Regions from separate parts of the Mus musculus genome. Here region 2 is linked to region 1. Evidence: chromatin contacts called from public HiChIP or PLAC-seq data. All regions are on one chromosome and are shown on one strand. Each heading gives the region's core, a stretch centred on a gene start, on an enhancer-like site or on the middle of the called end of the contact. The rest is flanking DNA. Distances are from core to core; before and after follow the strand shown.

Region 1 (7,561 bases), core at 1,835-4,334:
TTGTGGTGACAGAGGACAATCTTCAGCAGTTGGGTTCTGGGAACTGAATACCAGGCGTGGATACCAGTGCCTTAACTCCTGAGCCACAGCACCTTCCTTTTGTCTTTATTTAAAAAAAAAAAATCCCATAAGTAAATATTTATATCAGATGCTTATTCATAGAAAGGAAGCATAATTTTATGTTAAAATTAAGAATACTAGCATTCTACACCTCCTGCATCTGTTGAGAAAGCATCCCTTCATTTGTCCTAAACAGAGAAGACAGGTGCCTGCTGCAGGTGGAGGTACATAGCGAAGACGGGTGCCTGCTGCAGGTGGAGGTACACAGCGAAGACGGGTGCCTGCTGCAGGTGGAGGTACACAGAGAAGACGGGTGCCTGCTGCAGGTGGAGGTACACAGAGAAGACGGGTGCCTGCTGCAGGTGGAGGTACACAGAGAAGACGGGTGCCTGCTGCAGGTGGAGGTACACAGAGAAGACGGGTGCCTGCTGCAGGTGGAGGTACACAGAGAAGACGGGTGCCTGCTGCAGGTGGAGGTACACAGAGAAGACGGGTGCCTGCTGTAGGTGGAGGTACACAGAGAAGACGGGTGCCTGCTGCAGGTGGAGTTAGAAGCTTGACAAATAACATGAAAGAATGTGCACTTGTTAATTAATTTGCTTTCTTGGTAGTGATACCAGACTGGAAACTTACTTTAAAAATTATTTTTTGTTTTTTTTTAGATAATAATAAAACTTCATCATTTCTCCCTTCCTTTCCCTCTCTACAAGACCTCCTGTAAACAGCTCCTTGCTCTCCTTCAAATTCACGGCCTTCTAAAACTTAATTGTTTGATACATAAATATAACCTGCTTAGTCGATCAGAAACCTCTCTTAACTAGAGTGTCTGCTTTGTTTTTTGTTTAGGTTTGTTTTTGAAACAGAGTCTTGTGTAGCCCAGGTTGGCCTTTAGTTTTCTGTGTAACCAAGGATACTCTTGATCTCCCACCTCCTCTTTCCAAGGGCTGGGATTACTGGCTGTGCCACCATGCCCAGAGTGCTTGTTTTATAAGGATATATCTATACTTTGTGTACATTCCCTCTAACTTTTCTAAAGACTAGCATGTGATTTAGACAAGAAACTAGAAGGACAGAAAAATGAAGTAGCTCCTACATATTTTCCCAATGGTCTCCCCCCCCACTCCCCGCCCCACCCCCAACTCATAAAAATGTGACGAGTCAAGGCAGGATTCCAGTCTGATGCTTCAATTCAGAATAAGACTTGGGACTTTGTAGTTGGAATGTCTTCCCTGGAATGTCTGTGTGACAGTGACTTCCTCGGAGACCTGTAGTGAAGTACAAGTCTCCTGAAGGAAGAGACCACACATTCATTTCTTTACATTTCTTACCACTAGAGAGACACAAGTAGTCAGCCGAGGCCTTAGAGCCGCCTGGGAACTTGACCCGATGGAGGGATTTCCAAGACCCACCAGGACAATCCCAGTCTAAAGATAGCCTCTTTAATTCTTAGACATCTGAAGGGTTATACTGCTTTCCCGTGGTGGACTGTCTGTCCTAAGGCTTCCCAGCTCCCCCGAGGTCCCATCCATCTCAGGACTAATTTCTCTCCTCTCCAAGCTGCTGGTACTCTGTTCCCAGAACATTGACCTCGGCGGAGGAGAAACAGCTGGTGGGAACTTTATCCACAGTAACCCTTCACAGCCTTGTGTGAAAGACCAGCGGGCAAAAGTTTCATAACTCTAGCACAGTCTCATTTTTAACTCTTGCTCTTGTGTCAAATGTCACAACAATAAAAAATGCCAGTGTGTATAAAATACCATGGAAAAGCAAAAATGTCCACACTTGATATATACATGTAGGACCCTTCTTCTGGAGTCTTTTTTTTTTTTTTTTTTTTTTTAAAGATAGCTTCAATTCTAAACGTATCACGTCAGTCCCCAAAGCTTGTTTGTTCTGAGAAGTCTAACATCTCTGAGTCCAAATTGCATTTATAAAATCGAGTCCATCAACTGGGAGTAATATAAGTTGTTAGAAGTGCGTTCCAACTTGTTAATTTTGAAAGTATGTTCTCCTCGGAACATGGGCGTCTGAGGCCATCTGTGCTGGGGACTGATGGTCGTGTATCTCTGAGTGTCTGAGCATTGAGTGGGACCTCGGATATTCACACTTAAAAGTATAAACAGCACAACTGGGAAATGTTTTAGTGCCTCCTTGCTTACCCTTTATCGACTGAAAAAGAAACTTTGATTGGAGGAGTGTGAAGTGAAGGAGCGAGCCAAGACTGAAAGGAATCTCAGCTGCAAAGCGCTTTTATGTGCCTGCAGTCTGGAGGGGTAAAAGTGGCCCCGAAACACAGCATCAGAACAACTATGCAGCGGGCTCTCTATCGTCCCCTCGCCATTCTCCATGTCCTCTTTCAGACATGGTTGAATTTCTTGAGAACATTCTTGCATATTTTTCCTTAACTTTTGTTAAGTACATCTGAGTGGCTGATGAGGGGTGGGGGTGGGGGCTCAGCAGGGAAGAACAATTAGTGCTCTTGCGGAGGACCCAAGTTCAGTTCTCAGCACCTCCATGGTACCTCCATGGGCACCTGAACTCACACACACATGCCCTCACACATAGATAAAAATAAAATAAAATAAATCGGTAACAATGATTACAAAAGAATAAAGCACATCAGGGTATTTATAGTCGGACTTTTCATTTTCTTTTTTTAGATTTTTAAATTTTACACATATGAATATTTTGCCTGCATGCATGTACACCACAGAAGGTGTCAGCTCACCTGGAATGGGAATTAAGTATGGTTTGAGCTACGGCGTGCGTGCCGAGAACCAAACCCAGGACCTCTGCAAGAGCAAGTGCTCTGGACTTCCGGTCCACTCTCCAGCACCCTTGTTTGTTTAAGTTTACACAGGAGCTCGTGTAACGGAAACTGGCCTTGAACTAGTGATCCTCCGCCTCCCTGGTGCAGAGGTTGTGGGTGCGGGGCCGCCACAGCCAGCTGTATCAGACTTAACTCAGGGTAGCAGAATCTGGATGCTGTGACCCTGGAGCTGCACGGTGACATTGCCTCTGTCCACCAGATGGCAGGAATTCCTTTGGCATGTTCTGTGAGGCAGCTGCCCGGGACACTTGGATGGATCTATCAGTAAGACTTTGAAGACATAAACACAAAACATCGACTCTCACAGAAAACTAAGTGTTCAGGCAAACAGAGCTGGTGGTGGTTTAACCATTCTCTACCCCGGGCTTTTCACCTGTGTTCCTTCCCCGGGCTCCCCTGTACCGTATTACCAGTCCCTCCTGTCTATCATCTACAACAAGGCTTTATCTGTCTAATGTACGTGCCTCTGGGTCTCTAGTGCTCAGCACATAGCATGCCTGCAGTGAGGTATATTTTTGTGTTTTGTTCTTTGAGGTCAATGACAGTTGACTTCTAGAAATGAAGCTCTGTGTATCTTTTTAAGTCTTTGGGCATGAGCAGAAATGCTGAGCGCCTCCCTGCCCCCACCTTCATAGCTGGAAGGAGGAAAGCCGCTCCTGAAGCTTGGGGGCTCATTTCCTCCCTCCAATGCACCCCCCTTCTGTCTATTAGTGGTCAGAGGCATATCTGCCAGCACTGTATTTCCATGCTAAGCTCCAGCGAGGATGTTCAAAGCACCCCCAGGGTCTGTCCTCTCTGCCATTTGCCTCCTTCTAATTTCCTTCTCCAGCCTCCCCTTTCTATGTACCTTCACCCAGACCGCCTTCCCAGTCACTGTGTAGTCAGGGACAAAACCACTTTGTTTCTCTGCCTCCACATCAGATCCTAACCTGTCTTTTGCCCTGGACAGATCGTGAGATACACCTTGGTGCACTCCATAAAGAGGAATTGTTTTGATAATCCAAACAAAGCTAAGAATGTTTAAATTCCTCCCACTCTCTCCTCACCGCAGTGTGAGATGAATCCAACTGTGTTGTAAGAGTGTGGCCGCAGGCCTGCACTCTTGAGTTACGAAATGTTGCAGCAAACTCTCCTTGTATAGCAATGTTATCAGCCAAGAACTCTAGCCTTAGCCCCACCATTGAGAAATCTGGAGAACTTTCTCTTTGTGCACAGGGACTTTCAGAAGTTTCTGCCTAATCGACATCTGTAGCATTCATAAGCATATGTGATGATATAAGGACACTGTGGGGACTTCTCTCCCCAGAGACTATTTGTACTTTTGTTGCAAGTAGGGGCTTAGCAATACTGCATGAGCCCTCAAACCTGATGCTCCGTTTCACATTTAAGGGATGGCAGATGTTAGAACTGGCAGCTGGGAAGAATGCAGTGGGTGGAAATGAGAACACCGTGTCCCTTCCTGTGTGTGTGTGTGTGTGTGTGTGTGTGTGTGTGTGTGTATACATACATACATACATACATATATACATACATTTCCCAGCATATGATGAAATTGGAGTAAGGAGAAAAACATGGCCTTTAGCTTTTTAGTTTTCGCTGGATATTAACTTTAGAGAATTTCATTTTCCCCATTCTTACTTTTTGCACATACATGTGTACCTGTGTAAGGAGAAGTCGGGACAATCTTGGGCTTTTGGTGACATTCCCTCTCCCTCTTTGAGGTAGGGTCTGTCATTGGCTTGGAACTGAGTATGTGGGCTAGGATGACTGGCAAGGAATCTGCTTATCTCTGCTCCCAGTGCTGGGAATACAAGGCATTCACTCCATCCATTCATCCATCCATCCATCCATCCATCTGTCCATCCATCCATCCGTCTGTCCGTTTGTCCATCCATCCACCCATCCATCTATCATCTATCTATCTTCTATCATCTATCATCTAATCTATCAATCATCTATCATCTATCAATCTATCTTCTATCATCTATCTATCATTTATCAATCATCTATGTATCTATCATCTATCATCTATAATAATCATCTATCTATCTATCTATCATCTATCTATCATCTATGCATCATATATCTATAATCTCTCTCTCACCTATCTCTATCTATCTATTGGTGCTATTACCAGGCACTCAGTACATTCATTTATTTATTTATCCATTTATTATTTTTGAGACAGTGTCTCACTGTGGCGCGTTGGCTGATCTAGAACACTCTCTGTAGACCAGATTGGTCTTGAACACAGAGGTCCACCTGCCTCTGCCTTCCAAGTGCTGGAAGTACTGGTATGCACCACCACACCTGGCAAATTGAAATAAATGTATTTATTGATTTGAGGGCAGGGGGAGCAGGGTTTTACTATGTGACTATTTGTTGGTGTTATACTTGCTTTGCTTGGAGCTGTTTTCTCCTACCTTTCCACTATCCTTTTCTTTTCAGGACCTTAAAACTTTGATATGTTACAGAAGAGGTGGGCACGTGAAAAGATGGGTAGGAACGAAGGAATGGGTGCAAAACTGGCAAGGTTGAGCTGCAGCAGGCTCAATGGCCTAGAATTTCACTAAAGCCCTGGAGTGATTAGAGGAAGTGCCTCAATTGTGAGAGCCCTGTCCCAGTGCTGTTAGGCATGGGCTCTGCACGGGTTGCTTTGAAAGGTGTGCATCAGGACTTAGTGGTTCCTAAGAGGGTCATGGAGGTATTAAAATACAATGAAAATAAATGGTTGATATATTCCTGTGTAGGGCACCAAGGCTTGAGGGAGGAAATGAGAGTTGGGTCGAACTCACAATGTCTCAGATGCTAGCTAAGGAGTTTGGGTTTCAGCTCTACAGATGGTGCTCTGCGACACCCCAGGAACTCTGACCAGGAAAATGACACAAGTTTTCCTATTCAGCTGGAAGACAACTCTGCTGTTTCTGGATAAGGTAGAGGGGAATGTAAGGATCAAACCAACAGGACATGGGTGAAGAACCAGATGTGGACCTCAGGGAAGATGGAAACAGAAACTAAATGCCCTGTTTCAAGCCTTTGTGACTAGAAGGTTCTTTTGCTATTGATACATAAAAGTGTCTGGGCACAACACACCTCCAGCTTTGGAGATCTGTGGGTAAGAAAAAGTATCTTCTTTTCATAGATGCTGGTTGGACCCACTCCATAGGCAGGGTTGTTTATTGTGGTCTTTTGTGTGATTGATTATATGACTATATGTGTCAGTGTTCCAACTCTACTGGAATCCTAGAGTACCGCACTCTCCTCTGGTTCTTGTGATTTTGGGGGTACATTCCCTAGGATTTGATAACATGGTAGAGGAATAGTCTAGTCTCTCCACTTGCTAGGAGAAGTCTAAAGGTGTCCCAAGATTATATATCCAGGACATGGATAGGAGACTGGACTCTAGTGAGCCAGGATTACATCAGTATTCTGGTCTTCTAAATCATCCAAGACTGTTTTTTCTGGAGTTCTGACTCTTGTTTCATCACTTCTGAGATTTGATGCTAGAGAGGTATTCATAGTAGGAGTAACGGTTCTCAGCCTTCCTGACACTATGACTTCCCCCTTTTTTATTAGATATTTTCTTTATTTACATTTCAAATGTTATCCCCTTTCCTAGTTTTCCCTCTGAAAGTCCCCTTCCCTTCCCCCTCCCCCTAACTATGACCCTTTAATACAGATTCTCATGTTGTGACCCCAGCTATAAAACTATTTTCATTGCTACTAATTTTGCTATTGTTATGAATCATAATGTAAACATATAATGACCCCTGTGAAAGGGTCATTCGACCCCCCAAAGGGGTTGAGACCCACAGGTTGAGCACCATTGACCTAGTAGATTGAGGTGGCCCCTATCCTTTTTGAAAGGTATTGGATGTAGGGTTTATGGAGACATTGAGTCAGATTGTCAGGGGTGCATTTGTTAGGAGAACTATGACCGTGGTGAGGAATCTGAGGAGAGTTCAAGCCTAAGTGGCTGAGTTGGTGTCTCTTCTTATAGCTCTCTGACAAGGGGGGGGGGGGTGATTCACAGCACACATCTTCAGCCAGGCTCCCTCCCTGCTCAGCTGGAGGCAGGGAAGGAGTTGGGGAGAAAGGTATATAGCCTTCAATACTCCCTTTGATGTAAACTCACTTCCCCAGAGGAGAAGTCCTGGCACAGACTCACAGCCAATACTCTCAGCAGAGTGCTAGTCAGTGTCCCAGAGGGGAAGGAAGGCTCACTGCAGGTGTTCTGGCTCAAGCAGCAGGCTGGTCTGGTCCTAACCACAGTTTTGTCAAGGTCAACTCGAGGAAAGAATCTGTCTTGACCTTGTTAGCATGAGAAGCAGTCTATTCTAAAGACGCTAGTGCCTCCCTGTGCCTTTCCCAGGCTGGTGAACCGTGGCCTCTCCTTAAGTCCCACCTGTGAAAAGGAGTGGGTTTGAATCTAGGTCTCACATACAACAGGCAGGTGTTGAAGGAAATCAGGACTTCGTGATGACCAAGAAAAAAAAACATGCTTACAACAGGCAGAATCGTGTGATGAGAAAGGCACATCCAGGAGGAGGAAGAGATTCCCCCCTCCCAGACTCCTAGGGGCCTCTTGTTAACCCCCGAAGTGCTGGGAGGTTCTCTACTAACACTACCAAACTTACAAATGTTTCCAGTGCCTCTCCTCAATGCGGAGGA
Region 2 (7,561 bases), core at 2,622-5,121, 270 kb after region 1:
CTGGACACCACATCAAGTCAGGAATGAAGAAGGCCCTGGCACCACAACAGGGGAGGCTTTGCAGAACTCACCTCAAAGACCTCTCCTGACCTGGCACATGCCTGCCAGCAAACGCAGCCAAAGCCCTGTCTTCTAGCCAAACTGATTTCCCGAAATTCTCTCTGCATGCCTTTTCCTCATTACTAGGACAAGGGAGACACAGTCCTGCTGGTCACTGGCAGACCTCAGAAGCAACAACCACTATTGTTTTTAGAGATGTGTAGTAGTCTTTAAAGTGAAAGCAGACTTGAGCTTATGGGACAAGCATTAGTTTTCGAGCTTCTTGCTTTCCTGATGTTAGATCACAGGATGTACAATAAGGGGCCAGTCAACAGCCTGTGGTAATTTCTAATAAAAAGGCACCCTGCTTCTTACATGGTATATCTTTCAAGAGCAGAGCCCTCACTTTCACAATGCCATGTAATACCAAGTAGAGAAAGACTTGGGGGATAAAGGATAGATAGTTTTTTTTTTTCAAACTAGTTGGTAACCTGAGTCATGGCTGGCTGCCACCTGCCTGCTTCACCTTGCTCTTCCCCAACACAAGCAGAGCGCGAAAGATTTCTACAGAAGGGCCCCACCGAGCCCATGGGGTAAACACACAAACCCTGCTGTGTCTTGCATGCTTGCCCTGCCCCATGAAAAGCCCATACAAGCCATTTTTACCACATTCATCCTGCCTGCTCTCCAGCAGTCTTGGGATATGGCCACGAGGTTCTTTGTGTGAAATGAAAATGAAGACAACCAAGGTCATTATATCTCTCTGGGCGCATGCCACTCGGGCACTACTCACCTGGTACTTAATCAAGCTAAGAGTTTCATTCATTCCACATGTGGGCTCTCCTCCTGGGGCACCCCAATAGGGCAGCAATGGCCTGCATTTCACTGCCAAATACCTAGGCTCAAGTGCCTAGTTTCCCACTCGGAAGTCGCAGGACTTTGCACAAGTCATTAACTAAACTGAGGCTCGGTTTCTTATTTGAAGATAATCATGGGTTAAGTTGTCTTAATAACACACACACACAGGAACTGACACACACAAGGCATACACACACATATACACACACAGACATACATGCACTCATGTACGGATACACACACACACACACACACACACACACACACACACACACACACACTAGCCTGCAGCCCTCCCGCCTGGAAACTGGCTGTATTCTCAGCTTCAGGAAGAGGGTAGGAGGTGCTTAGATTCATAACTTAAGCGGGGTATGCCTCTCACCTCAGAGGACTGAAGAACAGCAGGACCAAAGCACAAAATGAAATCCAAAGCTCTGCTCTGAAACTCAGTATCCCCAGAGTCCACTCCCCTCCTTCACTCCCAAACCAGCCTTGCTTTATGCCCATAAAATTTTCAGAGAGTCTTCTCGCCAGAAGACAGAGTCCATGCTCAAGTGAAACCCATCATCACTTTCTCAAGCACCTTTCAGGCAGGGCAGCTTGGTACACACCGTTAATCCCAGCACTCAGGTGACAGAGACCAGCAGATCTCTGTGAGTTTGAGGCCTGCCTGGTCTAATACAGTGAGTTCCAGGACAGCCAAAGTTTCAAAGTAAGACTGTTTCAAAACAGTAGCAACAAAAGGAAGCCAAACAAAAGCAAATACTCTCAACGTTCTCTTAATATAGAAACAAAAAGGCTCAGTCACCAAACTTAAAGTAATCTATGTACCACTAACTGCTGCTCCTTAGCTGGGTAGCCCTTGAAGGAACAGCTAGTCTTTCTGCAGTTCTGTTCCTTCACCTAAGAATTATGGGTAATCACAGTATTCACATTGTTCTGGAAATGAAATGATGTCATATGTAAGAAGCACTGCAGGGCAGCGGTGGTGGCGCACGCCTTTAATCCCAGCACTCGGGAGGCAGAGGCAGGCAGATTTCTGAGTTTGAGGCCAGCCTGGTCTACAGAGTGAGTTCCAGGACAGCTAGGGCTACACAGAGAAACCCTGTCTCGAAGAAAAAGAAAGAAAGAAAGAAAGAAAGAAAGAAAGAAAGAAAGAAAGAAAGAAAGAGAAAAAGAAGCATTGAAGGGTGGGGCTTAGCATACAGTAATCACTCTATAAGTTTTCATTATTATGATCTTCTTGAAGTTCAACTCAGCCAGAATACTCCAAGAAACATTTTGGGACGTAAACTGAGTCTATGTCACACACTATTGAAAGGGGCTGGTATGCGGCCCAGTCAGTGCTTGCCTAACATGTTGGAGGTCCCCAGCATCATATAAATTGGCCATAAGGACACGCGTCAATAATTTCAGCACTCTAAAGCCAGAGGCACAAAGATCAGCAGTTCAAGGTCATCCTTAGCCGCTGACAAACTTGAGGGACAGAGAAGCAAGCTGGCATACATCGGCACAGGCAGGAACTATTTCTCCTCCATTCATTCGCCCTTACTGGGTTGCACAAAATGACACCAGCTAATGAACTTCTACACTTAAAAAGCCTTCCTACGGATTAGCACCCAGTCAGTAAAATGTTTGTCTTGCAAGCATGATGACCTGAGTTCAATCCCCAGACTGTCCCCAGAACCCACACTTTAAAAGCTGAGTGTGGCTCGGCTGTAATCTCACCAATGTCAAGTAAGAGTCAGGTCAGGGGTGGGGGGGCTGGAGAGATGGCTCAGTGGTTAAGAGCACTGACTGCTCATCCAGAGGTCCTGAGTTCAATTCCCAGCAACCACATGGTGGTGGCTCACAAACGTCTGTAATGGGGTCTGGTGCCCTCTTCTGGTGTGTCTGAAGAGAGCATTGGTGGTGTACTCATATTTATTAAATAAATAAATAAATCTTTAAAAAAATAAAAATAAAAAGAGTCAGATGGGTGCCCTGGGCTCACTTGGATTGCCAATCTACCTACTTGGTGAGTTCTGGGCCACTGAGAGACCTGTCTCAGCAAAAGGGCACCGAGCCTGAAAAGAGACACCTGGATTGTCCTCTGGCCTACATACACACATACATGCTCATACATGCATGCTCATGCACACACACACACACACACACACACACACTCACAACCCATAAAAACAGAAGAGGCACCCGCCCCTCTGCTTTCCTACCAGGTGCCCTGTGAGTCTACAAAATCCGTGGCTCTATTGTATTTTCTACTTTTGCAAAACTTTGGATATATATGAGACTAAGTGTATATATTTCTTCTTTTTCTTTCTCCCCCATCCCCCTCTTATGTTCTGAAAGAGAAAGGAGGGTGTTTGGCAAGAGTGATTCACTGTCAAAACTATCAAGGCTACACAAGCCGTCATGCTCACAGCTTTCCCATGGAGCCGCTCTCCGTGACGTGACATCAGTAAGAGCAGAACCCCTGTGTCAAGACCCCAGGCACAGTTCGACACCTTATCACAGCAAGTGTGCCTCCTCTCGCCCACCGCTTGATCCATTTTAACAGTAAGACTCATTTTTGCTGAGCACGCTGGCATAGATCTTGAATCCTTCTACTCAGAAGGCAGAGGTAGGTGGGTCTCTGTGTGTTCCAGGATAGCCTAGGCAACATAGAGGGACCCTATCTCAAAAAAATAAAAATAAAGAAAAGAAAGAGAAAGAAAAGATCCATTTTATTGCATACCCTGAAAGGCAAACAATTCTTCAACAGTGACACAAAGTGAAACTGCTGACAGAGAGCCACACAGACAGAGCGGGCAGTTCAAGTTCACATACTGGCATTTAAAACAACAACAGAAAGAAGGAAAGAAAAAAAGAATCAATAAAAAACATTAAGAACTTTCTTTCAAAATGTCTACAGTGGTTGGGGGTAGCATTCTGATCTCCAGTCTCACACATCTTTCTACCAACTGGCCTTCCCACAGTCTGTCTGCACAGTCCCTGTCTGCCTCCGGAAGCCTCCGTGGTCAGATGTTATCTTCCACCCACCACACAAAATGCAAAACGTAAAAATCTGGACCCGCTACACAACTTCGTGTAAATGAACTATGTATCTCCATATCTCATTTTATCTCCTACTAAATGGCACACTTCTCTCAGAGCTTTGATTACCAGAGCTTATGGAACTATTTTGTTCGAGTTTATATACGATATATACCAAAGGCTGGCTGGAGTACACGTTTAGGTCGGTGCTGTCCTTGTTGAGAACTGCCCGTTTCCAGAACTGATACAATGAATTGCTTTTATATAGCTCATTACAGAACAAGTGCACACAATGATAAAATAGAGCGAATTAACCTTCCAAATGTGTTAAATGATGATACCCCTAACACTCCCCCAAAGCGTTGCCCTTACATTCTGACAGCCTCTGGGAAACATAAGCGCGCTCTCTCTCTCTCTCTCTCTCTCTCTCTCTCTCGCGAGCGATCTCTCTCTCTCACTCTCTCTCTCTCTCTCTCTCTCTCTCTCGCTCTCTCTCTCTCCTTCAGTGCTGAAGCTGGCACTGACAGCCTACTTCTCAGACCCTCTCTCTGGGTCTTAAAGAATGCTTATTAATATGTCCGAAGCAGCTGAAACTAGACGCCTCCCTTCCCCAAATCTCACGATAAGGATGTTACCTCTATATCAAAAGATCTATTTATTTTATAAAAACATTCTTTTAAGAGAATAAAAAGACCCTTACAATTCTTATTTTGCTCTTAACTATGCCTGTAACAAAATTCAAATGGGGCTCTTTGTTATCTGCCTACCTCAACAGAGGTTAGCTGGGTCCCGTGTCATGACATTAGAATGTCTAGCCCCAGCTTAGTAAACTACAACACAGGAAAACATATTATGTATCAGTATGATAGTCAAATATTTTATTTACCTAAATAACATAAATATTCACATTTTACATAAGATAATATGGACTAAATATTTTTAGCCAAAGAGACTGAGGGGAGAAGGAAATAGGAATTCAAGAGAAGGTTAAGAGCCTCCCAATTGAGAAGGTGCATTACCTGCGGTGGCCAGGCAGGCGCTCATCAGGACAAACACAGGGACCATGTGGTGGGATGTCACTGCCATCTCTCCAACAGCCTTTGGTTCTTCAGCTGGATGGCAAGTGTGGCAAGTCGGGTGTAGCCTTAAGATCCTTCTCTGCAATGTTCAACTTGCCTAGAAAAATAAACAAATTTCAGTAAGAAAACAGTGTTGAAATTTCGCTAGTGAACACACATGTCATATGTAAAAAGTTAAATGGAGAATTTCTGAAAAGTATCGAAGAGAAACAATTTGTCCTGAAAAAGACCGGGGCAGCCCTCAGGCAAATTGGGGTGGACAGTGACTGTTAACAAAGACTCTTACAGAGAGTAGTTTTAAAAGTGACATGCTTATACTTCACATACTAAACATGAGGCAGGGTCTCACTATGTTTCCCAGGCTAGCCCAACATTCTTGGGTTCAAGTCCCTCCTGTTTCAACCTCCCTGAATGGCTAGCATCACAGGAATGTACCAACACACTCAAGTAGATCTTTGGTTCTGTGTGGAGTTTTTAGGACCGTGACAGACACGCCAGGCAGACACCTGTCATATCAGCAGTAACAATGTACACAGTCAGGGACACTGGACATGCAGTTCCAAGAGCCAGCAAGCAGAAATAGTTCTTAGAGACTGAGCCTCACCATGGCGAGGTTACCACTAAGATCAACTTCAATTGCACTGAGAGTCAATCTGCAGAGAGAAAAAAACAAAAAACAAACAAACAAACAAAAAACAACAAAAAACAAAAAAAGAACAGAAAGAACAAAACTCATATTTCAACTCTTCACCTCTTCACCAATATTAAAAAGGAGAAAGGGCTTTGCTGCCTCTCTGCCACATTGCAGAAAAACTCAGTCCTGGGCCATGTGATCCAGAAGCCTCTTTCTAACCATTTCTGGTTCCTGTCTAGAGCTCTGTCAAGGTTGTATTGCTGTTGCTTTACGTGTGTGTGTGTGTGTGTGTGTGTGTGTAGTGGGTCTCTGTGTGTCTGGATCTGTGTGTGTCTGGGTCTGTGTGTGAGTGTGGTTTGTTTGAGGCAAGGTCTCACTGTAGTCCTGGTAGGTCTGTACTCACTCTGTAGAACAGGCTGGCCACAAACTCACAGAGATCCACCTGCCTCTGACCCCTGAGTTCTGGAATTAAAGGTGTGGCCGTCATCTAGCTGAGATTTGTGACTGATATGTGTATCGGGGGAGGGGAGGTTGTTGCTTTGTTTGAGACAGTTGAAATATATATATGTATGTGTGAGAGAGAGAGACAGAGATGCAGAGGGAGAAAGAGAGACAGAGACAGAGAGAGGCACAGAGAGAGAGAGAGAGAGAGAGCGCGCACCCAGGTTTATAAGGTGCCACACATATAATACGCTATCAATCAAAAAATATCAGCTATTTTGATCACTACCCCATTCTCTTTGAGGTCTTCTTGCTGATAACTGAAAAGATCGGAGTGTGGTCGGTCATTCATGTAATTCTTAGCTCCTGCCCAACAAGTTTTGTGTATTGCCACAGGGAGAAAGAAGTCAAGGTCAAGGGAGAACAAAGTTACCAGCAATGCTGACAAGTTAGAAAACTTATTTGAAAGCCACGAAATTTACTTCAGCTAACCCCTGGAAGCCTCGCCTTTCTCTCACCATCAGATAAATGGAAATGTCTGTTTGCTTAAGAACTCGACAACAACACTGAGAGTTTGTCTCCCGTTTTTCCTCTTCAAAAATTAGATTTCCTAAATGGGTTAATAAGCTGGAGAGTTTGTTTCCAGGTTTTTTTCTTCAAAAATTAGATTTCCTAAACGGGTTAATAAAGAGAAATCTCCCTGAAAGAATATACCATTTCAACGAACACCAACAGAAATCTTACTAAAGCAAAGACCCATAAGGAGCACTGAGAAGATGGTTTACAGGAGGATTTTTATGGAGCAAATAACCACAGGCAGCCCAGGGCGCGCGTCACCTCTGCTCACATCTGTGCAGGGCCTGTGGGGCTGCGCTGCAATAATCCAGGAGCTTACACCAGTCCTGAAGGAACCATGGAAAGAAAGGCAAATGGCCCTATTAAAAATACGGCCTGCAAATTGCTGACAAGAATATTGGGCAATTATATAATTATTATATAATCGAGCCAAGCTAAACAGTTTGATGCCCAAAGGCAACCACAGCAAGTTCACTCCGGATCTCGAGACATCTCCGAGGAAGTGCAGGACAAGTTGAGACTCCACACAGCTGTGGTGAACAAAGAAGGAGCTTCTTTGAGCTGAAGCCCCTCTTTATGAGAACGTGTTCGAAAAGAAAGCAAACTGCGAGGGTTTTTTTTTTTTTTTTTTTGTCTAATCTCCCCAGTGTGCTGACAGAGTTCTAGGGCCTGGGAGGACAGGAAGGGAATCCCAGGGGTCCCACCTGGCTGATGTCCAGCCAAGACTACAGACCAGAGCTGTGGCATGACTCAGGAATCCAGCCCCTCAGCTGAATGCTGGGTGGAGCCAGGCCTCCATAATTGTGTACCTCTGAAATAAAACCAGAAAACACCAACTCCTCTTTCAGGTGAGGTTCTGTCATAGTCACTTAGCTGCTGACCCGCCTTGACATCATGAAAT

Evidence for each region. HiChIP or PLAC-seq counts read pairs in DNA pulled down with a chosen protein or histone mark.
Region 2: an H3K27ac HiChIP or PLAC-seq map of regulatory T cells shows a contact between it and region 1, with 5 times the contacts expected there. The contact joins two enhancer-like sites. A contact is called at or near these places in 1 of 15 datasets of contacts at CTCF or cohesin (the NIH/3T3 cell line), 4 of 484 Hi-C or Micro-C datasets (B cells, Th2 cells, bone marrow-derived macrophages and 1 more) and 8 of 115 datasets of contacts at active chromatin or transcription factors (CD8 T cells, astrocytes, embryonic basal ganglia and 4 more).

Annotation. Positions count from the first base shown.
Region 1 is chr5:106,987,772-106,995,332 of GRCm38.p6, forward strand. No RefSeq gene overlaps it. Among named protein-coding and RNA genes, the nearest start is that of Cdc7, 27 kb to the left of the region's middle. Within about 2 kb of position 3,085, at least 73 of the 459 cell types and tissues checked have an H3K27ac peak or open chromatin away from gene starts, as enhancers often do. A contact at or near this core is called in regulatory T cells, where this site is marked.
Region 2 is chr5:107,261,245-107,268,805 of GRCm38.p6, forward strand. It overlaps Tgfbr3 (transforming growth factor, beta receptor III), which reads right to left. Exons shown (of 17, transcript NM_011578.4): 2 at 4,950-5,106. The coding sequence starts at 5,016. Among named protein-coding and RNA genes, the nearest start is that of Tgfbr3, 25 kb to the right of the region's middle. Within about 2 kb of position 3,872, at least 34 of the 459 cell types and tissues checked have an H3K27ac peak or open chromatin away from gene starts, as enhancers often do. A contact at or near this core is called in regulatory T cells, where this site is marked.